Regions from separate parts of the Mus musculus genome. Here all the other regions are linked to region 5. The links are chromatin contacts, called in public ChIA-PET, HiChIP or PLAC-seq and promoter capture Hi-C maps. All regions are on one chromosome and are shown on one strand. The core of a region is the stretch at or near the end of the contact, and the rest is flanking DNA. Distances in the headings are between cores, read along the strand shown.

What was found. Promoter capture Hi-C pulls out the DNA fragments that hold promoters and counts their contacts. ChIA-PET counts read pairs in DNA pulled down with a chosen protein or histone mark. HiChIP or PLAC-seq counts read pairs in DNA pulled down with a chosen protein or histone mark.
Region 1: a contact with region 5 is called in an RNA polymerase II ChIA-PET map of memory CD8 T cells, with 3 times the contacts expected there. The contact joins the enhancer-like site here to the promoter of Lrrc28 in region 5. A contact is called at or near these places in 3 of 39 promoter capture datasets (the HPC-7 cell line, hippocampal neurons and pre-B cells), 1 of 15 datasets of contacts at CTCF or cohesin (pro-B cells), 1 of 484 Hi-C or Micro-C datasets (Th17 cells), 9 of 115 datasets of contacts at active chromatin or transcription factors (the NIH/3T3 cell line, astrocytes, bone marrow-derived macrophages and 6 more) and 3 of 9 other capture datasets (adipose tissue, liver and pancreatic islet).
Region 2: an H3K4me3 HiChIP or PLAC-seq map of bone marrow-derived macrophages shows a contact between it and region 5, with 6 times the contacts expected there. The contact joins the promoter of Cers3 here to the promoter of Lrrc28 in region 5. A contact is called at or near these places in 4 of 39 promoter capture datasets (the C10 cell line, cranial neural crest, liver and 1 more), 1 of 15 datasets of contacts at CTCF or cohesin (the NIH/3T3 cell line), 8 of 115 datasets of contacts at active chromatin or transcription factors (T-cell acute lymphoblastic leukemia, bone marrow-derived macrophages, cardiomyocytes and 4 more) and 1 of 9 other capture datasets (macrophages).
Region 3: a promoter capture Hi-C map of hippocampal neurons shows a contact between it and region 5, with 3 times the contacts expected there. The contact joins the enhancer-like site here to the promoter of Lrrc28 in region 5. A contact is called at or near these places in 4 of 39 promoter capture datasets (the 3T3-L1 cell line, hippocampal neurons and liver), 3 of 484 Hi-C or Micro-C datasets (cortical neurons and embryonic fibroblasts), 2 of 115 datasets of contacts at active chromatin or transcription factors (pro-B cells and stem cell-derived neural progenitor cells) and 2 of 9 other capture datasets (adipose tissue and liver).
Region 4: a contact with region 5 is called in a promoter capture Hi-C map of second pharyngeal arch cranial neural crest, with 4 times the contacts expected there. The contact joins the enhancer-like site here to the promoter of Lrrc28 in region 5. A contact is called at or near these places in 14 of 39 promoter capture datasets (the 3T3-L1 cell line, the C10 cell line, cranial neural crest and 8 more), 18 of 115 datasets of contacts at active chromatin or transcription factors (the 230-238 cell line, the NIH/3T3 cell line, the SCID.adh cell line and 10 more) and 2 of 9 other capture datasets (adipose tissue and embryonic stem cells).
Region 6: an H3K4me3 HiChIP or PLAC-seq map of embryonic limb bud shows a contact between it and region 5, with 4 times the contacts expected there. The contact joins the enhancer-like site here to the promoter of Lrrc28 in region 5. A contact is called at or near these places in 7 of 39 promoter capture datasets (the 3T3-L1 cell line, the C10 cell line, the HPC-7 cell line and 4 more), 2 of 484 Hi-C or Micro-C datasets (the C2C12 cell line and uterus), 5 of 115 datasets of contacts at active chromatin or transcription factors (bone marrow-derived macrophages, embryonic limb bud, neural progenitor cells and 2 more) and 3 of 9 other capture datasets (adipose tissue, liver and macrophages).
Region 7: an H3K4me3 HiChIP or PLAC-seq map of the SCID.adh cell line shows a contact between it and region 5, with 9 times the contacts expected there. The contact joins the enhancer-like site here to the promoter of Lrrc28 in region 5. A contact is called at or near these places in 7 of 39 promoter capture datasets (the 3T3-L1 cell line, the C10 cell line, embryonic stem cells and 3 more), 3 of 15 datasets of contacts at CTCF or cohesin (embryonic stem cells, large pre-B cells and pro-B cells), 8 of 484 Hi-C or Micro-C datasets (B cells, the Ba/F3 cell line, the G1E-ER4 cell line and 3 more), 7 of 115 datasets of contacts at active chromatin or transcription factors (the SCID.adh cell line, astrocytes, bone marrow-derived macrophages and 4 more) and 1 of 9 other capture datasets (embryonic stem cells).

What each region holds. Positions count from the first base shown.
Region 1 is chr7:68,367,731-68,371,440 of GRCm38.p6, reverse strand. No RefSeq gene overlaps it. Among named protein-coding and RNA genes, the nearest start is that of Gm16158, 16 kb to the right of the region's middle. Within about 2 kb of position 2,265, at least 24 of the 459 cell types and tissues checked have an H3K27ac peak or open chromatin away from gene starts, as enhancers often do. A contact at or near this core is called in memory CD8 T cells, where this site is marked.
Region 2 is chr7:66,742,039-66,745,860 of GRCm38.p6, reverse strand. Cers3 (ceramide synthase 3) reads right to left here and starts at 2,357. Exons shown (of 11, transcript NM_001164201.1): 1 at 2,110-2,357. The coding sequence starts at 2,216.
Region 3 is chr7:66,934,301-66,937,674 of GRCm38.p6, reverse strand. The region is part of intron 7 of Adamts17 (a disintegrin-like and metallopeptidase (reprolysin type) with thrombospondin type 1 motif, 17); the gene reads right to left. Among named protein-coding and RNA genes, the nearest start is that of Gm33627, 96 kb to the right of the region's middle. Within about 2 kb of position 2,089, at least 24 of the 459 cell types and tissues checked have an H3K27ac peak or open chromatin away from gene starts, as enhancers often do. A contact at or near this core is called in cortical neurons, hippocampal neurons, liver and 1 more, where this site is marked.
Region 4 is chr7:66,797,634-66,800,991 of GRCm38.p6, reverse strand. The region is part of intron 10 of Cers3 (ceramide synthase 3); the gene reads right to left. Among named protein-coding and RNA genes, the nearest start is that of Adamts17, 40 kb to the left of the region's middle. Within about 2 kb of position 1,936, at least 16 of the 459 cell types and tissues checked have an H3K27ac peak or open chromatin away from gene starts, as enhancers often do. A contact at or near this core is called in second pharyngeal arch cranial neural crest, where this site is marked.
Region 5 is chr7:67,642,719-67,646,516 of GRCm38.p6, reverse strand. It overlaps Lrrc28 (leucine rich repeat containing 28), which reads left to right and starts at 1,281. Exons shown (of 10, transcript NM_175124.5): 1 at 1,281-1,339. It also overlaps a transcript of Ttc23 not described here.
Region 6 is chr7:66,954,035-66,957,755 of GRCm38.p6, reverse strand. The region is part of intron 7 of Adamts17 (a disintegrin-like and metallopeptidase (reprolysin type) with thrombospondin type 1 motif, 17); the gene reads right to left. Among named protein-coding and RNA genes, the nearest start is that of Gm33627, 120 kb to the right of the region's middle. Within about 2 kb of position 2,250, at least 58 of the 459 cell types and tissues checked have an H3K27ac peak or open chromatin away from gene starts, as enhancers often do. A contact at or near this core is called in embryonic limb bud and neural progenitor cells, where this site is marked.
Region 7 is chr7:66,660,357-66,663,772 of GRCm38.p6, reverse strand. All of the region lies in intron 4 of Asb7 (ankyrin repeat and SOCS box-containing 7), which reads left to right. Among named protein-coding and RNA genes, the nearest start is that of Asb7, 27 kb to the left of the region's middle. Within about 2 kb of position 1,877, at least 51 of the 459 cell types and tissues checked have an H3K27ac peak or open chromatin away from gene starts, as enhancers often do. A contact at or near this core is called in B cells, the Ba/F3 cell line and the SCID.adh cell line, where this site is marked.

The DNA of each region.
Region 1 (3,710 bases), core at 1,016-3,515, 720 kb before region 5:
TACCCAAGCTTCAACTGATCCTTTGCTTCAAGCCCTAACCTAGCTTCATGGATCTCCTAATCCAGGCTGAATAATACCCCAGTTGGACTCTTTGCTTCCAATCCAGCCTCTAGTATTAGAATGGACTGAGGGCAGCCAGAGGAGGAGCAACAAAGGACCATTCTCCCTCCATCTTCTGTTCTCATCTGTAGCGAACTGCTTACTCTGCTGATCCGCTGGCATTAGCACACTTTGAGACCTTATGGATGTTAGGATGCTGACTGTCAACACTAGGGTGAAACTAGGATGCCAGACCCCTTACTGCTTCTTGTAGAGGATGCTGCCGCATTAGCCAGAAGCTCAAGGAGGCAGGGAACATGCCTACCATGTCCAAGAGTCTGTGCCAGTCCTCGGCTTAACAACTGGTCCATGAAGGGAAACTCCTGCAGAAAGAACGCCCACAAGAACTGAACTTCAACCAGGCAGAAGCAGCCTGAGCTCAGAGCGAGAGTCCCAGAGGCAAGAGATGCACAGTGGGTGGGAGGATCTTGGATACATTGTAACCTGGGCATCCTCAGCAAGTAGACAGACATCCACACACCTCCAGCTTCCCAGTGAATCCTGCAAGAGAATCATTGCTGTCCTTTTACAAAGAGGCAAAACTATCCCCAAGCACCTGGATGCCGAGGCTGAGAAGAAAATGGCAGGTAACATAAAAATAAAATTAAAAAAAAAAAAAAAACTAAACTAAACTAAAAGCAAATGTGTGTCCAAACTGACCATCCAGAGAGAAAAGAAAGCTACCCCAAATCACAGAGGGATACTGAACTTCTCTGACTGCCAGCTCCCTTTCCCACTGGAAGCTGTTAGGACTGTGCCCTATGTGCGGGGGAGGGGGGGAGCAGGAGCTACAGGAAGAACGGGAAGGGTCCCACAGCTATGTGCACCCCAAGGCAGGCTTGGAGAAGCAAGCAGCCTCCAGGCCGCCCATTGGGTGCCTCGTGCTCTTTGAGAGAATTTGTGACCGAGTTTATTTACTTAAAATAATTAATTTTGTTACTAATATGACTTTAGTAACAAAATTATAAAACTGTGAAATCTGTGCTCCTGTTGCATGCTTAACATTTTTATCAGTGAAAGGAGGTGGGAGGGAGAAAGGAGGAAGAAGAACGTGGAGGGAGGAGGAGACAAGAGGGGAAAGAGGACAGAGGGGGACAAGAAGAGGCGGCTGGAGGCCCCATTCAGAAGTCTCCACTATATTTAATCTTGTCACATCATTCAAATGTGGGATACGGGTTGGTCCTGCCTAACCCCTTTTTAAAACAGATGCATTCTGTTGCACTAACACAGACGCTGGGGGTTGGGGGGGGGGGGAGTGGGGCGGGGAGGAGGGAGAAGGGGAGGGGAGAAGAGGCGGAGGGCGGGGAGGGAGTGGTACGTTGACACTCACTATTTCTTCCCCTGGGGCGAAGGGAAATACATAGTGTTATTAAGGACACATGCCGGTGGCTGGTGGGAGGGTTCATAAACAGTGTCTTCTTGGACTTTGCAAGATGAGGGTGAGAACCCCAGAGCGTGCCCCGGTGGCCTTGGTTTGTACGATGCTGCCATCGTGTGGCAACTGCAGGTATTGCTCCCGGAACCCAGGAGCGCATGCGAGCACAGCTTGGTTTATGTTACTGTTTTGGTTTTTTAGTTTGCTTGCTTGCTTGCTTGCTTGCTTGCTTGCTTGCTTGCTTGCTTGCTTGCTTGCTTGCTTGCTTGCTTGCTTGCTTGCTTGCTTGCTTGCTTGCTTGCTTGTTTGTTTGTTTGTTTGTTTGTTTGTTTTGAATGATGGGTCAACTAAGCTGGCAACCAAGTTTTTGAGGGAAATGAGATTTAAATGCTGCTATCTGCTCTGAGTCTCCTCCAGGACACGTTCCAAGCCACATGATGTGAGCCTTCGCTAGCTGAGGCAGAGATGTGTCTCAGCGGGGTGGTCAGAAGGTTCTATATAAAAGGCAGTCTCCAGCATGGGACTTGTAAGATATCACCTGAGCTTCTCCTTGTTCCAGGGTTGGACTCCGTGTTCAGAGTCCCTGAGGTCCTCTGCGCGCAGAGTCAAAGTTTTCTTAGACGATATATATGTTAGAAGTGGTCTGGGTCCCAGAGCTAGGGGGTGGGTGCCTGGGGGTTCCACGGCGTCCAAACGCACAGCTACGGCATCTCAGGAAGAGTGGCAGACAAACATAATCACAGACAGAACTAGGAACCGAACAGACAGGAAGAAGAAAACCTGCAAGTCACGATATGACTTCATGGTTACCACTACTGCGGCAGGTGGTGGTGCCACTATCGGCTGGTGCCAACACAGTCACAGGCGGGGCCACCAGCTGACCTTCTGTGGCCCACGTGGTAGGGAATGTGAGCCCAGAAATGACAATGGGACAAACATGGAGGTGCTACCAGTTTGGGGCAAGATGGGGGGATGGATGGTCAGCATCACCGAGCCTCAGCTCTTAAAGCAAATGCCAAGAAGAAAGAAGTGCAATCCTGTCTGGAGATGACTCTGGATGGAGTGTGGAGTCACCTGGACTGCATTCTCTGCCATTCAATAGGGCAGAGCCTGTGACATAGATGAAGCATGGTGGGCAGGGATTCTAGTCTCAATTACACACCCCTGAGGGCAAACTCTGCAGGTCAGAAATAAACAGACCTTTAGGATCCTATTCGGATCCGTCCTAAGACAACCCTCCCATGCTAGGATCTGAGACGCTCCAGTCTCATATAAAATGCTGTATTTGCATAGAATTTGCACGAACTCTCCCGAAGACTAGGCTATTGCTAGGTGACACCCAGAATCTGATGCTTAAATGGCGTGTGGATAGTTGTTAAACTGCATCACTGGGGGACATAACGACAGGGGAGAACGGGCTTTCGTGTTTGGTCGCACCGGCAGCTTTTTATGGCATGCTTTCCGGGAGTTGTTGAGTGCACAGACGGGGAAACAGTAAATGAAGAGTGGCCTGCACAGTCAAGAATGAGGCGGATGGAACATTTACCGAGTAAAGGCTTCCGTGTCTGGAATTAACCCTTCGAGCTCTCAGGGGATCCTCATGGGGCTGTTGGTCCATACACATCCAGCAAAGTCCCTGAGGCTTGGGACTGCAGTGTCTGCAGGGCCAATGTTATCTATCAAAAGGCAGCGGGCAGGCCTTTAGAATCAAAACTTGATCTTTTTTTTTCCTAACATAGAAACTGTAGAATCCTGTAGAATTCAGGAAACTGAGGCAGAAGGTGGGCTGGTACAAGACCAATTAGGGTTAGAAAGGTCAAAAACAGAAAAAGCACAGCTTTAATCCCAGCACTTGGGAGGCAGAGGTGGACAAATCTGAGTTCAAGGCCAGCCTGGTCGACAGAGTGAATGGGCGCCAGGGCAGCCAGGGCTGTGCAGAGAAGAAGAAAAAGAAAAGAAACATTGTCTCAAAAGAAAGAGCAAGAAACCCTAAGTATTTATTTTTATTTTTAAAATGAATCATCATGGTGTTGCTTATGGACTCCATGTCCCCACATCCCAGACCCCCCCCCCCCCAACCCCCAGCCCCTGCCATGCCATCTCAGAGGGCCAGGCCCTGGGCAGTCATGGCTATTGTACTGCATGACAAGGGACATCCCATTCTGGCCTTAAGTTGTGTTTCCAGTATCACTAGGGCTTTCCACAGTTTTCTGTCCTGTGGCTTAGTAGTTTCCCC
Region 2 (3,822 bases), core at 1,108-3,607, 900 kb after region 5:
CAGAAGAGCAGGAGAGGAAAAGACTAAAGGTAGAGGAAGGACAATAGAACATACATGACATGAAAGGGGATGGCAGGATGCCTGAGGGCAGGAAGGGACCACTGGGAGGTTGGGGAGGAAGGGACAGTGGGGAGGGAGGGTGAAGAATGAACAGTGGGGAGGGTGGGGGGAGGAAGGGACAGTGGGGAAGGGAGGGGGAGGGACAGTGGAGAGGGTGGGGGAGCAAGGGACAGTGGGAAGCGTGGGGCAGAAGGGACAGTGGGGAGGGTGGGGGAGGAAGGGATGGTGGGGAGGGTGGGGGAGGAAGTGACAGCAGGGAGGGTGGAGGAGGAAGTGACAGTGGGGAAGGAGGGGGGGAGGGACAATGGGGAAGGAGGGAGAGGAAGGGACAGTGGGGAGGGAGGGGGAGGAAGGGAGGGCAGAGAAATGGCAGATGATTCAACCAAAATGAAGTTAACATAAAAATACCATAAGGAAAACTTTTACTTTTCATGCTGTTTAATTTTTTTCAAGGATTCTAAGTTAGAATGTTTAAGTGTCACTTCAGGCTTTGGGAATTTCTCTCTATGTTAAAGACATTGGAAGACTAATACAATAGGGAATGAAAGAGCTTAGACCTTGCATTTTGGTATAGAAAGGGGCAAGAAAGCTTTCTCTCTCTCACTGGTTATGATAGTCTAGATCTCACTGCAGTTAGCTTTTTAAAAAGATTTATGTTTGTTAGGTTGATTGTATATTTTATGTACATTGGTGTTTTGCCTACATGTCTGCCTGTGTGAGGGCATCAGATCCCCTAGAGCTGGAGTTACAGATGGTTGTGAGCCACCATGTGGGAGCTGGGAATTGAGCATGGGTCCTCTGAAAAAGCAGCCAGTGCTCTTAGCCATTGAGCATCTCTCCAGCCCCCAAACTAAACTTTCTCATGTAGAAGGTGAATATTATTAGTCCCATCTCATTGAATTCAGTGAGAAAATGTGTTTATATACAGCAAGGACTGAAAAATGAATAGAAATCGTAGCCTATACAACTAACCAATGTTTAAAACTATTAACTATCAATAATAACATTACTAAGAATTCTCTTCAAAACTATGTTAGTCAATTTGATTGGCATTTCACAAATCTTTTATACACCTATTACCCATATATGTGCCCGTTGTCTCCTCAGAGTATTTTTCTTTTGGCAGCAATCCTATGGGTGAAATTAGAATTGAAATTCCCCTTGAGGTAAAAAACAAAACAGGCTTATAGGAGGATTAAAAGGTAAGAGAGTTGAAGTTTTAGACTCTCAGACTTGATAGAGCACATAAAGAACGGGGGATATAGGTCACTGGTAGATCACATAAGGGCAAGACAGATAGACGGGGGGGGGGGGGGGGGGAGCCAAAGAGGAAGAGACAGTGGCAGAGACAGAAGAGAACACTGAACATCAGTGGTTAGTGGGTAAATTAATATTTATCACCTAGAGAGTCCCAAAGGTTTCTTTTCCTAGAGCTGTGTGGTTTTCCAGGAATTGATGATTTTTTTTTTTTATAAGAACTTTTCTACAACTTTGTTCAATTTAGGAAAAATAAAGTTTTGTTGCGTGAGGCTAGTTGTTTTAATCAATCAGCTACTTTCTTTGGGGCATGACAGGAGTATTACATCCCTAAAGATAGTACCGAAGAGGTGAGCAAGTCCTGCCTGCTTTAAGCTGAAGGGGCCGGGACATGGTCAGAAACGCATTTGACAGGCCACACTGCTCCTGTCATCTTGAGTCAGGTTTTCCTAATAACCAAAATCCAGCTGTGTGCCAGTTCAGTGCCTAACTCACTCTCGGCATCCCTTTAATGGATCAGCTGCAACTTAGCCAACAGCAAGGTGAGCGAGGCAGGAGCAGAAGTACGGACATTTCATCTCTACTGCTAGGTACTGCTCAAGTCAAAACCTTCAGGCAGGAGGCTGCAAAACTCTCTTCCTGAATCTTCCCCCACCTCATGGCAAAACCAAGCAGTTTCATTCTTTCTGTCTCTCATCTTCCTACCCTCCTCCCTCCCCCATCCACCCCTGCCACAGAGTCAAGAGAACTTTGTATGAAGTTCCCTAAGACCATCACAGAGCTGACACCTACCTTCTTCCCAAAGCGCCAGTCTGCACAGGATACTCCTCGCCTGTGGGGAGCAACTGGAGAGGCTTCCCGTTCCAGGCAGCTTTGTTCTCAAGAGCAACACACCTCATCTATACGTAAGCCCTGAAATTCTTGCAGAGACCCACCCTCGAAAGTTGCAAGTCAAGATTTCTGACTGAGGGCAGTTAGTCACGTGAGGCAAAGCTACTGGATGGCACCTTCAGGTTCTTCCAGCTGGGATGCCGCTTCCTGTTTCACCACTGGGAGAAGTAAAAACTGGAGTCTTGTCAGACACTGACTACAAAGAAAGGCACCCATTGCCTCACCAGCACCGCCTAGGGTACACGGGCATTAGTCTGCCTCAGACTGACCTGGCTTCGCTCTTTACACTAAAGGAAAGGGACTTAGATGGCTGGCCGTAGAGCAACTCGGAACACTGTGGACAGGTTATAATTGACCGTGAGCCTGTGAGCAGGTTTGACAACTACAGTATACTCTAGTAGCTGCAAATCCTGGCAGGGTATTTGGCTGACTAAACCATCATCACTAACACTACAACCACCACAGCATAAGGCTTATCCATGAAGGAGCCTTAGACCCCAGAATGCGGTTTCTCTGCTTACTTCAGTGATGGGGGCAAAATCTATTTAAAGAAAAAAAATAGCAACCTAAATAAATGAATAAAATAGTCTGGCAACTTTTTTTTTAAAGAGCAATCAGATGTAATTCACCTTGCTTTTGTTTCAGGCTCAAAGAGCAATCAGCACAAAGAGAGATGAGCCTATTTAAAGGCATCGGGACAGGGCCACTCTCTGCTTGAAGTGTTTTGTTTCAAAAGGGAACATGTGCTCATGACTGGGTTTATTTGAGATGGTGTACTGTTCGTGTGTGTGTGTGTGTGTGTGTGTGTGTGAGTGTGTGTCTCTGTGTGTGTGTGTTTGTGTGTGTGTCTGTGTGTGTGTGTCTGAGTGTGTGTCTGTGTGTCTGTGTGTGTAGGGCAGCTCTACTTTCTCTTGTGGAAGATAAACTGGCTCTGGGCTTGGATTATTTAAAGATGCTTTGATAGTAAGAAAGCTCCAACATGTCGATTCATGTATGCTGGTAAACCAAGCGCAGCATCCTTGGCAATACTGCAGCACATCTTCTTCCGCCCTGGAGCTGGATCCCAGGAGCCACAAGTGCCTCCAACTGACGAAAGCCTTTCATTTTTTTCTGTCACCTGGTATGTGACAGAAAAACTTAAAAGAACCAAAAGTAGAGAAAACGACATGCCAGTGTCAAATGAACAGCAGCTCCTGAGCTTTTGGAATTTCCATGCTGGACTTGGTTCACAGGAAGAGGACTGATTAAGCCCTTTCATTCAATACTTGTTCACTCAGTTCTTCCTAGATTTTCTTTTTGCAGATTATTTTTTATGAACAAGTTAACAGAGCTAGCACATTTTGGGGAATGGATGTGGTTTATGCTGGTAATCCCAGCATATAACAAGCAAGGGGATCAACAAAGTTTCAGGTTAGAGTAAGCTACATTCCAGGCCAGCCTGGGCTCCAAAGTGAGACTCTGTCTCACAAAACCAAAGCAAACAAACATCCTTAGATAGGAAGGCTGAAGCCCAGAAGGTCACCAGAAGGGGAGACGGCCACTCAGGTCTCCCTTGCTTGCTCTATGTGTGCGCCTGGCTCTCTGGCAGGATCTGCCCTTCCAGATCTAGCCCAA
Region 3 (3,374 bases), core at 840-3,339, 710 kb after region 5:
GGTCCTACCTTCTATGCTAGGAGCTGTGCCAGACACCAGCTGGTAAAGATAAGAATACCCACACCCTTTCCATCAGAAGTCCCCAGGAACCCCTTGTACTCCTAGTCCTTACTGTTGAACCTAACAATTGAACCACATTGATTCAGAAATCCCACCTCATTCTCTTCCCTCCATTCCCCTTTAAAGGAAAATGAATATGAACCTGCCTTCATTAAACCACAGAAACAACCACCATTGTGCAGACCAAAAGTTGTGGATGGGCACTTCCAGATTGGTCATGCGTGCATGTGTGCGTGACACCAGCATTGAATAGATCAAGAGTTCATGAACCCCAGTGAATTCATTAGCTAAGTGCTTCAAAGGTTCATGGTAACCCCCAACTTCCTGTTCGTCCTGCTTTGAGGTGGGATGGAGGACATAAGGGTGGGGCCCCTGTGACAGCATTAGCAGCTTTATGAGAAAAGGAGGAGGGGCTTAAGTTAGCATGCTTGCTGCATACTGCCATGTGACTCTGTGTTGTACTGTAGCAAGAAGTCCCTTGCCAGATGTCAATACCACATGCTTGGATTCCCAACTCCCAGCACTTTAACCCCAAATGAGCGCTACTATTTACAAAGTTACCTGGTCTAGGGCAGTTGTGTTACCACAACAGAAAAGAGAATTAAAGGGATTGGCAAGGAAGTGAGCTAACCAGCCCCTAGAATATATTCTTGCCTCAAGGGAAGAGGAATGCTCAAATGTAAGGGTGATCAGAATATGGTCTTGATAGAAGGTGGATGACAGTCTGCCCTCAGTAGACATCCTGATGTGAGTGGCCACAGGAAACTGAGGAAGTGGTACATGCTGGCAAAGGCTACCACTGACATACCACTCCTAGAAAGCTCTTTTAAGGGCTGCATTGCCGGGGAGCTATAGGACCCTGTGCCAAAGTGAAGTTGGGGTGACCTGTCTGTTTGGCAGAAGGCTCGCTAGCTCTCTCATGTCCTGGTCTGCTAGCAGGCAGGTGGAGACCTGAGGGGGCGTGGCCACATCTGCATCACTGCCCATGCCCTCTTGCCTGTGATGCTGCAGGAAGAGATGCTGGGTAACGCTCCCATGAAGCTTCAGATTGAAGGGAGTAATCACTGCGCCAATGTCCATTGCTACTCCAGGCCCCTCTGCAGCCAGCATTGTCAGCACGGAGTCTGATATGATATGGGGAACAATCTTGGCTGCCGGCTTCATACAGAGCATGGCTCTAAAGAATCATTCTTTGAATACTCCAACATGGTAGCTTACCATGTTCTCAGTAGACACAAGAAGCCCAAGCAGTTGGAGGTTCTGAGCAGCCCCCACAGTATGAGAACAGGGCACAAAAGATTGTTTCAGGCTATGAAACTCACCCCCACCCTGCTCACTCTAAACATCAATGCACCCATTCCAAGTGCTGATGGAAGAGATGGCTGTGAGCCAAGCTTCCACAGGCCACTGCTCCAATTCCACCATGTAGTGAGCGGCTTGTCTGTGCCTTCCCTTGAAAATTCCAGCCTTGGAATTTCTGCTGACATCCAGGCCTCTGGGACAACCACGTTCATTTCAGTGGCCTTTGCTTCCTTATTGTATAGTTTAAAAGCTGGTACCCAGTTTTCCCATAGGCAGAGGGGCTGTGGATTCGAAACTAGAGCAAAGCTTTTCCCACTAAACTGAGAAGACTCTCCTGGACTGTTAGCTCCTCGGTTACACAGAACTACGCAATTTTCCACAAGGGAACACACATTCAGTTGATGCTGCCACCCCATACCAGAAAACATACACACCAGCGGGGTCTCAGGAGAAGCAGACACCAAGTCCTCCTCACCTGACCAAGGGCAAGCAGCTTCCTTTGAAGACCAGATAGGGACTGGGGAGACAGCTCAGCCATTAAAGTGCCTGACAGCAAGGGTGAGGAGCTGATGTCTGTCCTCGGCATCTACATAAAAAAGCTAGGCGTGGGGACCTGCGTTTGCCATCTGAGTGCTGGCAGTTAAAGGTAGGCAGATCCCTAGGGATCACTGGCCACAGCCTGCTAGCTTAACGCACGCAGCACGCACGGTGTGAGCTCCAGGTCAACGACTCTATTTAAAAAAACCAATGTGAGCCAGGCAGTGGTGATGCATGCCTTTAATCTCAGCACTCAGGAGGCAGAGGCAGACAAATATTTGTGAGTTCAAAGCCAGCCTGGCAGCCTGGTCTAGAGAGTGAGTTCCAGAACACACACACACACACACACACACACACACACACACACACACACACACACACACATGTTCATTTACCCACAGACAGTGAACAGGAAAGGCAAGGAACCTTCCTAGTGTCAGAGTACTAAGGCCCAGTGAGTAGGTGGACTCTGCTCCGATGAGAGGCGAGCACTGCTCTCTTGGCTAGCACTAGAGTGTTGCACAAGGTCACCTGAAAGAATCAGGGTAGAGAAAAGGCATTTATCCGTGCCAGCCCCCATCCCAGGCTCAGGCAGACGGACTGGCACAGCCTTTGTCAGCTCCGGCTCACAGTGCTCCACTTCCAACTGTCCAAACTAGACTTCCTGGTCACGCCTGTATAAGCTTGGGGATAAGCAGAGCATCTTAACTGAGAAAACAGTTGACTAACACAAACATATCTCAGAGGGTGCCCGTGGAGGCCACCCGCATGGCACCCATTCTTCACAGTGCCTTCCCTGAAGGTGACTTCTAGGTTCTATAAGGTCCACCAGACAAGTATCTATAGCTGAAGGCAGGCTAGACACGAACAGATCCTTGTGTGTAACTTTCTTCGGATGTTGGTACAGAGTTGGAGGAGGAGTCTATGACAGGGAGGTGCAGAGATCAATTCCAAACCTACCAGAGGGAAGCGTCTGAGGCCCATGGTCACTCCCGAGATCAAGCAGGGGAGGGAATAGGTTGTAATCAGAATGGTTGTCAAACAACAGCATACCGGCCACATAGTTCCCAAAAGATAAGGGAGTCCAGCTGCCTAGCGCACCTCCATAGCATCTGTCTTAGGCCCAACTACTGGGCTGGACAGAAATGGCTACAATTTAACACTGCTTTCAGTTCAATAGCTCAGCAAATGCTTGTGGGTAGGGAGAGCTGTGTTTTAAAGGCAAGGTTTTATTGCTTTCATGAAGGTGCCTCATGGATAACAAGAATGCTCAGGAGAAAGATAGGGACAGGAATAGAGTTCTACACCCACACATGCACAAACACAGAAACTCATCTTACCCCAGATGCAAAGCCCACTGTTTATATGAAACACCCCCAGACACAGGTGTTGTGACTCTGCCTGGGGACCCAATTAGGAAGCCATCATTCTGTCTCCCAGCAGCCAGGAGACAAGAATGGTCCACGAGGGAGGAA
Region 4 (3,358 bases), core at 687-3,186, 850 kb after region 5:
GTGAATGCAACAGACACTGATTGCCAGTTTCAGGAGGCTGGGCCAGACTGCCAAGGTTACCATAGGTCAGGCTCCAACCAGGTTATGGTGGCTGTGTTCTCTGGCTCCTCCCGAATGCCTTTGCTATTCACCAGTACAAGATGTCACAGAGACATACTTGAGTTGGCCAGGACCCACGGTGACATTCAGAGAAGAAATGAGGGGCTTAAGAATGATCAAATCTCTTAAATTCATGTTAAATAAAAGTGCGCTATGTTGCTTCCAATTTCCTCTAAAAGCCCTTCTTGTGTTTATGTGGAGAATGACAAGATAAATATGTCAGCTTGCCATGTTTCCTCATGTGATGTGTGTGGACTGGTAGCTCATCAGGAAAACTGCCCATTTTTATAAGAATCAAGTTTCAGTGTCAAGTCTATTTCCAAGCAGCAGGATGTCTGCTGAGCATGATCTATGCATGTAACTTTAAACTATAGCTATATTATTTTTATTCATGCATGTGTGCATATTCATGTGTGGATGGGTGCACATGTATGGAGGTTTGTGAGTGCATGTGTTTATGTGTGAAGGTAGGTAGCAACCTTGGGTACCATCCTTAGGAATGCCATCCACCTCCTTTGGGTCCATGATCCTCATTGGCCTAAAGCTCATCAATTAGGATGAGCTAGCTGGTCAGCAAACCAAAGGGACTCTTCTGTCCCTGCCTCTCAAGCACTGAGGTCACAAGATGTGTCATCACACCTGACTTCTCATGGGTCTCAGGATTAAATTCAGGCCCTCCTGCTTGCAAGGCAAGCACTTTACAGACTGATCCTCTGCCCCAGTCCTGTAGCGGTAGTCTTACTTTCAGCTATTAAAGAATAAAAACAAGTAGTGGACATCCCTCAATTTGTATATACATGCAAGGCCTCTGATTTGAAAAAGAAGGGACTATTACATGCTAATTTTAGCCTTCTTTTCAGCCTGCTATACAAATATATGGGGTCCAAACATTATTAAATCGTTATTTTATAACTTTCTAGTTGCTGTTTATTATTTTGCTCTGGGATTGAAACATTCCATCCTGAAGGGAAGCTCTTTAAACAGAAAAGTAAACAACTCAAAATATCTTCAGGAAGTCCCTGAAGTGGACCATATTCATTAGGCCCCTCCCTCCGAAAGTAAGCAACAAAAACTTAGAGACCTTTTCAGACCCAGTTAAGCCAAACTGCAAATAACAATGTGAGACCAGATCAGCCTGTATGCCTGGAAGCCTGGATGAGGTTTAGGCCAACTGAGGCACCTGAAAAGGACACTCATCAAACTGTTGAACTGCCCATAGGCTGTGCAGTTTAGCTTTGGTGAGCTGCCACCCAGCTGGGGTGGGATTTAATGACACAGCTGTCTGTGAACCAATTCTGCTCCTGTAAGTCACCCCAATAAAACTCATTGGTTCATCAAATTGTACTTTAGTGGTATCCATACTTTGTCTGTTGGGGGTTCCCTGTTGGGGGTGAGTAGACATGTATGTTGCATCTCCCCAGGAAAAGTTTTGTCACACAACAACACCTAAAAAACTGTGGTTTGTTTACCAAAAATTACCTAGCTCTACAAATTCTCATATTTTCTGAGAGCCTGCTCCATGTAAAGGAATTGAAGAGACAAATTCTTAATCTCCACTGTAAGACTTAAAAGACATTTTTAGAGATTTATAAACTTCTGTAATTCCATTTTTAAAGTATCCAAGAATTAGTCAGCTTCGTAACAGCTTAAGTTGCGTGAAATGCTAAAAGCTTTTGAAGCAGAGTTGGCAGTCGGTTTCCTTGGTCCTCTAAGACTTTCAGCTCCCTTCTCTCCCTTTGCAATGCAACTCTGCCTTCAAATGCCATTCTTTAAAGGGAGGCTTAACGGCTTTGGAGGAGTTTGCTAGATTCACAGCCAGTTTTGCCACTGCAGCAGAAAAAGAGATCACATGTGCAAGCCAGCTGAAGTCATGCGCATGGCAAGTATTAGGGCTGCGGGGCCATGATCCTGTCAAATTGCAATTGGAAACAGCTTTTCCCAAGGACAGCATGAGGAATCAGGGATTCTTGCTCAGTGTCTGCCAGACTGCTGCATTTCTAATCGGGCCTGGCATGATCTGTTAGACATCAGAAATGTTAAAGTCACAGTAAAACCAAACAAGGGTGTCCATTGACCTCCAAGTGTGGCCAATGGCTTCCTACCAGACCTAGAATTATGTCACTCACCAGTTAATATGAGGACAGTTCCTGTAGAAGGACAGGAGGTTCAGGAAGGCCTGACCAGATGGTACCACAGGTTAATCTGAAGGCTGTGTCTTTATGCTAACTACTAACATCATTTGTTTAACTGTCCACCTTGGAACCTCATCTCTGTTTCTTCAATTTTTTGGTGTAGAAGTAACGTTTTCATAGGAAAATATTTAGAATTCTCATGAGCTAGAATGTTGATCTGGAACATTTAGTGGAAGTTAATTTTCTGGTACTCCCAAATTTAAGGGAAAGTCAATTTAAAAAAAAAAAAAAAACCAGGAAGCCAGGAGTCGTTCACAAATTTAATCCCAGGGCTCAGGAGGTAGAGGCAGGATAATCTGTATAAGTCAGTGTGGTCTACATAGTAAGTTCTAGGCCAGCCAAGATGACCTAGTAAGACCCTGTCTCCAGGGGGAAAAGTCCCAAACAAAACCCATGTCAGAAGTTTAAGGAAAACAAAAATATCTCAGGGTTTAGTTTAAAAAATATCAATCCAGGTAAGATAAAGATTAATCCCTAAACTCAGATCTCTAAATCTAGATGCTCATAGATGGCTGGGAACTCAGAGGCCAGTGACAGCAGTACCTGTTTCATTTGTTCCCTCTTCAGGGGTCTTTCAGGTAAACTTACTACAGTAGAAAATAAATAAATCAGGTTTGACAAAGCAGCTACTTGTTGCACACAACTCCTCACAGTGGAACAAGGCTGTTACACACAGGTGGTGGCACCCCAGAGTGAACCAGCTCTAACTATCACCCCAGAAGATACTTAATGAAGTTCATTTAGGCACACACAACTAGTCTGACTTTCTTTACTTGCTTCCAAGTCAAATCCCATCAGCAGAAGAACCCATGCTCGTCCTCAGAGCCAGTGACTTCTGCTTCCAAAGCACGGCCCAGACTGACTGGTTAGCATACTTCATACACTGTAATTGTAGCCAGTGAGTCACTTCTCTAAGTCAGTGTTTGTGTCTTATGCATTTCTCAAGTCCTGCCCTTACTACTTCTGAAATTAAAAGTCCAGAGCAAATACAAAATGAACAAACATAAACTGTCAAGTATCTAAAGGGTATTAGGAATTGGTATTACAGTTGTGTATTACAGAACCAT
Region 5 (3,798 bases), core at 32-2,531:
AGATGTATTTATTTTATGTATGTGCATACACTGTCTCTCTCTTCAGACAACCCAGAAGAAGGCATCCGAGTCCATCAGATTAATTAGATGGTTGCGAGACACCATGTGGTTGCTGGAAATTGAACTGAGGACCTCTGAAAGAGGAGTCAGTGCTCTTAACCCCTGGGCCATCTCTCCAACCCCCAAAGGGTAAGTCCTAATGGGGGGCGGGGGATGGATTTGAGACACCTCATGTACATAATGGGTTTCGTCAAACAATAGAGTTAAGTCTTAGAGGAAATTTTAAAGATCGAAAGTTGTTGCATCTCTGTGCACTGCATTTAAAAAAATGTTCACTTTTCTTCCCTGGTACTGGGGCTTGACCTGAGTGCCTCTACTGAGCTACGCACCTGCACCCTTTCTTTTTGAAATACTTGTGATTGGTTTCACCTACAGCCTCAGCCTTAGAGTAGCAGAGGCTTGCTGCATCAGAACAATCGGGTTTTTAGTCTTAAGGTATTCATCGACCGTCTACTTAGCCATACAGGAACTGCCAGGTTATTTCACCAAATTGTGATTGTCCTCAGTTATTTCTCACACTAGGGCCTGTTTCTTTTTAAATTTTTATTTACGAGGCAGTGCCTTCACGTAGCTGAGGCTGGCCTTTACTCCTGTCTCCACTTTCAGATCACTGGGATTCAGGCGTGCAGCACCATGCCTGCGCCACGCTTGTCTAAAGGTAGACACCACCTTCGGCAGCGATCAGTGAGCGTTCGGAGACATTAAATCCGGTGCTTAAGTTCTGCTTGTTGACTCCATTGACTTGCGTTACCTAAGCCCGACGGCTTCTGTTTAAGTCAGACTGGCGGTGGAACAGTAGCCGGAATGGCTGATCGAACAGATGCAAGGCTACACAGGGCGATGCCAGGGATTTAATCGCTCGACGTCGAGTTTGACTGTTGGCAGCGGAATGAATGTGTGACTAAAAGAACTGACTGGAGACGCTGAGGCTGGCGCCATCTAAACAACCCACCTAAACGCTAACGCAGTACACCCACTTTCTGAACACCCAGCTCCAAGCCGGAGCCGGAAGCCAGGACGCTAGAGGAAGTCGCGCTCTCAGCCAATAAGCGTCTGGTTCTGAAAATGACTCTCTCATCCCGCCTATTGTAGGACAGCGAGAACTGAGGCGAACTATCGCGAGGTTTCGTTGCCCTGGCCCCCTTCTTCCCCGAACCCTACTCCAGTTAGCCAGGCCCGCCTCTCCGCAGGCTCCGCCCCGTAGCCCCGCCCTCCCTGTGTTTTTAGACTGCCTACCAGCGCAGCCTGAGCCGCTGAGTGCCGGTCAGCGGGCGCCGAGGTGAGTGTCCGGTCTCCAGGCTCACAGGTCGAAGCCGCTGGCTCGACTCCCCGTGGGGACGCTTCATCCCCGTCGCCACAGAAGCGCCTGGGCCTCTGGGAGAGGAACAGTGGGTTGTCCGGCCTTGGATCCCCACCGCTGCCGTGTCCTCCATGGCCCCTGGTACCAGAGTATCCCGGTATCATCATCTGAGTCCCTGCCCCTGGGCTCCCTGCTTCCGAATTCTTACGACCTTTAGACTCGAACTAACTCGGGCAAAACCAAGACGTCTGGTAGTTTTTCTCCTGGAGAAAACAGCCTTTTACAGATGTTTGTAGTATGCAGTTTGTCTCTGATCTCCAGTGTTAGAGAGCCGGCTTGTGTATTCCGTCAAATTAAGTACTGGGAAGTCAGTTATGGGCTACTCTTTAAAATACCTGTACTTAAAATGGGGATATACTTGAGAGATTATTGTGTTTCTCCTGAGAAGACTGGTGTTGGACTTTCAGAAAACTGAAGGAGCAAATGTATCTAGTCAATACCCGTTACATTATTTACAGTAACCGTGGGCAGGGGGTGACGTTTTGAAAGGGCCAGGAGAACTTAAAAAGGCTGTATTGCCAGTGAGTGCATATTGGGAAGCCAAGAGTACGTTCATCTTTGGAAGCTTTTGGATTTCATTTGCATACACGTAATTTCCGAGTTTGTACGAAGATGCATTTCAGCAGAGCCTAATGATGCTTTTGAAGTAACCGGTGCCAGGTGGAACATTCAGAGAGAGCCATCTGGCTACAGGGAGTGAAGATTTTGAATATGGTTTTTTAGTTTGCAAAAGGGAAACTTTCTTGTGTGTAATCTTTGGCTGTTTTATAAGAATGACACAATGGCTACATTTTATAATTGTAAAAGGCTGCGTTATAGGAAAGGTGGTGCCCAGACTTTGGAGTTAGGACCACCTGCATTTCGGTTGTAGCAAAGTACCTCATCTGTAAAGTGGATTAATGTCTGCTGTGCTGCTTGGCTGTGAAGAATAAGATATTTATGACAGCGAGTTTAAATTGTCTGTGAGTGATCTCAATGGGTAGATTAAAAAAAATCAACCTTGGAACAGTTACTCTGATTTCATCCACTTATTAGCTGTTTGAAAGCTAAAAGTATTTTAGAAACTGTATTATGCAGGCATGCAGAAATGAAGAAACTAACATTCCTCTGGATTTAGGGTTTTACAGACTCTCATCTAAATTGTCCGTAAACAGGTGTGCATATCTATCTAGATCTATAGACATATAATATAAAACAAATAGTAAAAACTGAACAACTGGCTTGCTCTGAGAGAGAGCCAAGGAAATAAATAGTTTGGGATAGGGAGGTGAGTTTAATGTTGAAACCTGCAAGACGAGAGAGGCATTTCCAGCCTAAGAGGAGAGCAGCAACTTCTTGGAGAAGTTTGGTAGCTCCCGGGATTAAGAGAGGTCAGGAACTTGGTGAATGCCACAGAGGAAGCTGGACAGGCAGGTTGGGCCCGATGGTCAAGGAAGCTTTGTAAGGCTTTGCTTTTCTCAATAAGGAGTTGCTAAAGGATTTGTTTAGTAAGACGTACCTGAGAGGAAGAGGTGCAATTATGAGTGTGTTTTCAGAGGCCCATTGCTGTGATTGATACGTAGGGAGTGATGCAAGTGGACATGTGGAGGCCAGGGGCACAGCTAGCCAAGGCAGGAGATGGCGGTGGCTTATGGGTTGGGCAGCTGGAGAGAGATGGCTGGAACTGAGATGTATTTGGAAAGAGAGACCCTGGCCTTGATTGAAGAAACTGTGATGGACAGGAGGTTATCCTTTTCTGACTCCCAGCTGCGCTGCTGTGTGGCTAGAAGGGTGCTTCCCCCACATTTGCTGAGACAGGAAAACCTGGTGATGAGCTCTGACAGCTGTTGGGAAGGTATGACATTGGCCATGCCGTAAGACATCAAAGAACCACTCCCGCTTACTCAGTGCATAGTTGTATGACATTGGGGATGCTGTAAGACATCTAAACCACTCCCCGTACTCAGTGCATTAATTACCCTTCTGGAGTAATTGTTCTGGCTTTGTCTCCATACAAAAGCATTGATGGGACCAGTATAGCCAGTGCTATAGTTCCCTTCACTTTATATAAAGACCCCTGGTAGCCGGGCGTGGTGGCGCACACCTTTAATCCCAGCACTCAGGAGGCAGAGGCAGGCGGATTTCTGAGTTCGAGGCCAGCCTGGTCTACAAAGTGAGTTCCAGGACAGCCAGGGCTATACAGAGAAACCCTGTCTCGAAAAACCAAAATAAAATAAAGTAAAGATGCCTGGCAATAAAGTGAGGAAGGAAGTAGCTGGAACAAGTATGGGGAAGTATTAGATTCTTAGGTTGATCTGGGGCTGTTAACTGAACACTCCATAGAATACTCTTAAGTAAAATGGCAGCTGCTGACATCTGAGCTAAGAAATGACTTTGAA
Region 6 (3,721 bases), core at 1,001-3,500, 690 kb after region 5:
CGAAGCTTCTAGTTTTCACTCTCCATCTCACGAAACCCACAAATGCAGTGTCAGGGGACCCAAGGGAGTTACTGCTACAAAGGCCCAGGGAATGGTCAGGTTATGAAAAGGGCTTGGCACAATGACAAGGCCTGTGGAGTGACACCTACAGAGATGCTACTGTTTGACCTGGGGATGGTCACAAGGATGCTTGCTTTCCATAGTAAGACACTAGGTGGTCAAAAAGTCTGGTTGTGGTCATGGTGTGGAGGATGGAACCCAAAATAGGCCACTAGAGTATACCCAGGGGATGGAACTCTCTCTTAAACTGAATTTCTGGCTCACAAAGGTGTTCCATTTTTAATATTTATTGAGTGGGGGTAGGCATTGTTACAGATGTCTAATAAAGTTATGTCGATTGATGTTTACAAAATAAAGCAGAGGCAAGTAAATAAAATAGGAGTCAGTGGCCCTTGTTTAGCAACCTAGAAGTCATCAAGAAGAGAACTTAGAGAATAAGAATACATCTTAAGTACACTTATGTGTCACAGGTCCCCAAGGCCATGTTGTACACATTGGTCAATGTCCACTCTTACCCAATGTCTGCTGGATTACGTATCAGCCTCCAATCGTACGCGCTCTTTCTATACCTCACCGTTATGTCATCCAAGGACACTTGCAGTGTTATAGTCCCCAGATTTACCTCAGTCAACCCTGAACAGCAGCTTCAGCCCCTTCGGTGTCTCTAATGGATGGATAAAAGACAAGTCCCGCACAGAGATGTTTGCCAAGTTAGCAAAGAAAAAGAGACATTTTCTTAGAGTAATTAAGAACCCACATTTCTTGCTCAGTTCTTAGGCCATTCTCTTGGGGGATGAAACATGCAATTTTAGGGAAGCTTAGAGCAAGCATGAGTGCTTGTACTCTGGAGTTCATTCTAAGTACCTCCAGGCCCCTGCTCCTGGGCCATGAAGAAAGACGCACACCAGACCCCAAGCAGCTCCAGACACTGCCTCCTTAAACCACACCTTACCAGGGTACCATAGCCCCTCAACTAAGGAAGTAGTTTTCTTCAACACAGGGAACCAGCTGCCATCTGAATACTGATCCAATATTCATGAGCTAAAGTCAATGTTAGACCTGAGGAGGAGGGCAATTCCACACAAGTCTGATTAAAGCAAGCCATATGTAAAACTGGCCATGGGAGATCACAAATTCAGTGTGGGTTGGAAAACATGGTTTGCAGGATACATTCATCTTAGGAAACAGAAGTGAATTCTTGTAAGGTATGGAGACTTAATGACAAGGTATAACAATATGGCTCCTTAGCAACAGCATGGCCCCTGTTCCCATCAACCTACTATAACAAGCCCAAGGGAGACCCTAGGACCATTTCATCCTGTGCCGGACAGGAAGGAGAAATGTAGATATGCCATTTCACTAAGGAGTGTGTGTGTGTGTGTGTGTGTGTGTGTGTGTGTGTTCCCTTGGAAAGAAGGTTGAGAAGAACTATGCAGTACAGTAAGGTGGGTGCCAAGGGCAGCCAGAGGAAACAGCTGATCTGTGGCAACTGTCAGCAGTCAGGGCAGCCAGCCAGAGTCTGGGAATGTTCAGTGGTCGTGGTACAGGAAAAGCATGGCATGGAGTTTCTGGCCCTGCCTCAGAGTGAGGTCATTTCCTTGCTCTCTGCTTATAGATGCAGCTCACTGCCAAGGGCTACTTTGGGTGTTAGGATGATCCCAAACCACAGAAATAACATGTGTGTCAGGGTCTGTCTTTAGAAGGTCAAGAAGAAAATAAACAAATGTACTTTGGCTTTTAAGCAAGTTCACACATTTCATGTCCCCTCTGTACTGAAGGTGCGGCCACACGACACCCCAGGGCCAGGCTCCTGTTTGCACTCTGCTACCCTACTCCCACCCCAGACTGAGCCTACCCCACACAGCTCTGGCCAGCCTACGTTGGGCCTTCTCAAGTTTCTCTCCCCTCGGAGGTCTAAAGCTCACAGGCCCACTCGGCCTGTTCTAATTCCAATCCATCTGCCGTTTCCTGCTGCTAAGAGACTCTGGAATCTGTTTCCTTTCCCGTGGTCCCAAAGCCAGACCTTTGTCATCACCTTGAACTTGGATTGCTGGGAAATCTCCTCAGAGGTCACTTGGCTTGTCCCTCCCCTCCCAGACTGGCCTTAAAAGCGGGGCCTCTAGCAGTTCCTCCTCCTGGTCCTTCCTTGAAGACACTGCCCCCTCTCAGGGAGATGTCAAAAGGGAGCTTTGTTTACTTACTGGTCTAGCCTAGCCCCAGCTCCAGGGAAATAGCCTGTGTGAAGGATGTCAGGCAGCAAATGATAGGGGATCCCACAGCTATGGAAAGATGCACACGTCTGCACATGCGTGGATGCAGATACCCTCCCCACAGCAGTTTAGTCCAGGGTTTGGAAAGAAGCTGCACCTGTAAAGAGTCAGGTCAGGGACCACTGCATTTCTGTCCAGGCAAGCCCAGCTCAGCTGGACCTGCAGAGAAGAATGTTTGTACCTGTCATAGCTACACATGCAGAAGCATGAGTCTGAATGCATGTGTGTGCACGCACACACACACACACACACACACACACACAAACACACACACACACACACACACATACACACACACACACACACACACACACACACACGCGCGCGACACTGGTACCACACTATAGAAGATATTATTCCCATCTTTACTCATCACAGATGGACATGGGCACACCCCTACCCTCACACTGCAGGAAGGGACTTTTCCCAGATTCGAGTTACTACCAACCAGGAAGAAGCTGCCCAATGCAAACACTTTGGCTGAGGCCCCTCCTTCAACTACCATAGAGGAAGTAAAGTCTCTGCTTGGTTGTGGGGCTGCACAGATAGCTAGACTCAAAGACAGATTCCTAATCAGGTCTGTGCATAATCTGTTTCCAGGGACTACAGGAGATGGTGGCCACCAACTGTGCAAAGGCCAGGGAGTTTCTTACTCAAGCAGATGAATCAGGTTCTCACACAGGCATCTTTAACCCCTGAAGCTGCACATTTTAGTATTGAATGCATGGATATTTTTAAAAGGTTTCTAGTGTTCAGTGGATTTTCAAAGGGGTCCACGACCTCAAAAAAGTTGAAAGTACTTAAATACAGGAATCCCAGGACACAAAGACATTCCTCTGGAAAAAAAAAATCTCCTCAGTATAGCCATGCCAGACCAAAAGACCCTGGGAAAATCACCCCCTTGGCCCTCAGGGATTACTCGAACATTCCTCGGAAGGTGATAACCAGTAGAGTTTTAGAGAATGTGTTTCCCTTTGCCAGATCTCAACGAACTGACACGTGGAATGAATGAGGCAGGGTCTGTTATGATTCTCCAGCAAAGTTACTCTCAACAGAACAGCCGAGGTAATGAGAAGGTTGAGGTCTGGGTTTTGTCACCTCGGTGCAAGCACTTCATTGAGAAAGCATCTTGCATTGAGCATCCAACTTAAATCGGGTGGGCGCTGTGAGTATGAAGTCAGAAAGAGCAAGCGACCAGATGAGCATGCATACAGTCACGTACACAGATGACATAAAGACTGATGGATCTTAACCACTTTGACTTTGGAATGTCACAATGCTACCTGAGCCATAAACATATAAGAGAGGCCAAAACTTTGAATTTTCATCTGTGTGCCTGGGCTAGTGATATGGAACCCAGGGTGTTGTCTCATGACACTTAAGCAACAGCT
Region 7 (3,416 bases), core at 628-3,127, 980 kb after region 5:
ATAAATGTTAACTAGCAGTAGATCATTGACCTACATAAGGGTTTAAAGTGCAAAATACCTAGAGGAACAGGAAACATGGCATGTTGTGTTGGGCAGAGTTTTCTTCAGCAGAGCAGTAGTTTAGGGAATGCTTTAAAGAGAGAGCCGAGTGTAGGTCAGTGGTAGGTGCTTGTCTATGTTCAGCCTTCAGCATTGCAAAAACCAATCCGTGAGTAAGCATACTCTGTTTGGCCCATATGCAGAATATGCAAAGAGCCTCTATAACTCCATAATAGGACATCCCAACGGAATTGAGTGAACACCAACAGATAATCCATAAGAAAGCATACAGGGAAGCCAGCTCTCTAGGTTCCTGTAATTGTGAATTAACAGGACAGAAATCATCACTTAGCCTTTTAATGGGCAAATTTAAAAGTGGTTCTGATGCTGTGGAGCATCACTGGCAAGGACAGAAGGCAGGGTTCTAGAAGGCACACACACACACACACACACACACACACACACACACACACATACACACTGACCGCAGGCTGCACAGTAAGCTTCTCACACCATTAAACTCTTAACATCAGAGTCTGCAGTCCTCCTCCGTTACAAAGAGAAACAGAAACAGACATGTATGTGATAGCATCGCTCCCAGAGCCTCCCATTGCAGATAAGCCAGTCCTGCTCAGAAGCACCTGCGAAGTGACGTTAGTCAGCCAGCTTCTGCAGCTGACCCCTTCCTAGTGAAAGCCTGCGAAAGCCAAGCTGTGCCCTCCATCTGCTTGGTTCCGAGAATCTAGGTAGAATGTTGGTTGTGAAAGGCAGGAGGGACTTTGGGTGAACAAACCTGTTGTGGATGTTGAGTGCTTTTAGTTAATGCGACTGTGAATTCTTGGAGCTTATGTGTACTTGATAAACAAATCACACTTCCACTTGATAAAGCCTTTAGTAAACAGACCTCACACGGCACAGTGATGTGTCTTTGTTGTTTCCATATGTTATGCTACTGTTTGTTTTAACTGGGTCTCACTGGTGGGTAGATAGCTATCTAGTAAGGAAGCAGAGAAGCTCAGTGGGGTTGTTACTTTAGGCAGAGCACTCAGAAATCTCACTGATACAGAGAAACAGCAGAGACCTATGAAGAAGCTTAAGGAAATCCAGTCAGGTGGTTTTTGCTGTGTGTTACACATTTCTCACTAAGACAGTGTCCTGCAGTTTTTATTGGAGCTGCAAGTGAGCTCTTACCACATCCCACTGACTAATTTGTGCCCTCACAGGCCCTGTTTCATGTCATCACCTTTTCCTGGGGACAATGGCTATAGTTTTTATGCATTATTATCTTCTAGTTCTTGCTTCTGTCCTTTGCTTGCAGGAAGCGGTTGGTTAGTTTATTTGAATGAGTTGTGCTGAGATGAGTTAGGCCACTGCTCTGTGTTAATCTGTGTTTTCTTAGTTCAGTGTAGCACTAGAATGTAAGCGGAGCCTTACCTAGGCATACAGTGAGAACCAGACACGCAGGTGTAACTTCCTGACCGTATTGTAGCTTGACTTGTCAACTAGCATGGCTGTAGGGTGTGGTTAAGAGAACTGCACCTTCAAAGGTCGGAGGAGCGGAGCGAAGGGTTCCCAAGATCCACTAAAGGATCAAGAGGGATTATCTGGAAATAAGTGGCCAGGTATAAAGACACCTTTTGTCATTTTGTGGTAGTGTGTGTGTGTGTGTGTGTGTGTGTGTGTGTGTGTGTGTGAGAAAGAGAGAGAGAGAGAGAGAGAGAGAGAGAGAAAGTGAGTGTGTGAGAGGGGGGAGGAGAGAGAGAAAATGAATGAATGAACGAACGAACGAGCATGGATTTATGTTTATACATGTAGTCCCTGCTAAGACCAGAAGAGGGCATAGGTTCCCCTGAAGCTGAAGAAACAGGTGGTTATGAGCTGCCTGATACCTGTGTCGGGAACTGAATCCAGGTTCTCTGAAAGAGCAGCAAGAGTTTCAGCCACTGAGCCATCTCTCCAGCCATCACTTAATCTAATTTTAAATCAGTTTGGTCTGAGAGCTCAGTCACCCGTAGCGAAAGATGAATGAGTAGTGCATGATCAGACTCTTCCAGTAGGTGGCAGCAGAGTGCTTTACATCAGCTTTCTGGCTTGCCTGTTACATCGTCCTAGATACTGAATATTCTTTTAGTTAAGGCCATTGCCGAGGCCTTCTTTTTTGTTGTTGGTGGTTTTATTGTTGTTGTTATCTGTCACATTATGTCAAATATTGCAAGGAGTTAAAGTAATAGTTTACTTTTTACAGGTTCTATTTGCTAACAACTCTTTAACTGCAGTTTTCACCCGCTACGGTATTATTAATATTTCAACATACCATTTTCTGCCTCGCAGTCTCTTGTAAGAGACTCCAGCTGTTGTAGTCTGGAACTAAATAAGATCTTATTAAACAGTACATAAGTATTTAATCACATAGATTTGGAGGCATTTTGTGCCTGTGAAGAACATTTTTTTTTTTTTTTTTTTTTGTACATAACAGCTGAGTTATGTAGGAGCATTGTCATGCTTGTCACTAGGCCCACCTGGGCGCTCTTCCTCGGCTGGTTTACTTGCTGCCAGGAAGTCGGGTCCACCATGTAGGGGAGGTCATTCTTGTCTCTGTCCCAGGGACACAGGGACGCCAGTGAGATGTGAGCCACAGCTTGCTGACCTTTGGCGCCACAGGAAGGGCAGCGTAGGTGGCGAAGGTCTGTAGCTCAGAGAGCCGCTGGGTAGATGATCCCTGGGAGGTTTCCTTCCCAGGGATCTGTGGTTTAGGAGTCTTTACAACAGTCGTTTGAAAAGCAGTATTTATACAGTGCTGAGGTTTCTCCCGTCTTTGCAACTAAAGCACTTGCTGATACGCTCACAGGACCGTCTGTAGCTGAACTCGAGGTCCTGTCTCAGTCCTGTGCACAGACTGTATCATGCTGTGCCATTCAGCACAGGTCTCACCTGCTTCTTTCATGGAACATAGCAGCAGCACCTTGGTTCTTTGCCTCCCCCTCCACACACACACACACACACACACACACCCTACTAAATTTTAAAACAAGTCTGGCTGACTGTAGGATGCTGTAATTCAGAGCAGCAGTGTTGCTGTGCATGCTTCTCTTTAGGCCAAGAAGTAGCACAAGGAAAAAACACAAAAATAGCTGGAGACAGGGGAGAAGTGTGATTCAGGCTGCGATCGGAGGCTGAAAGTCTCAGGTTGACCAGCAGGAGGGGCGAGGTGCTGCGGGTCTGCTGGCAGGGCCTATCTTTAAACAGTGTTGCTCTTCCCCCTCCTCCTCCCGTTGACTTGGGCTTGATAGCTTGCTACTAGAATGTGCTTTCCACTGAGACACTTAATACTGTGTTAAGCCTGGGCAAGTCCTCAGCATCATCCATCGCATTGAACC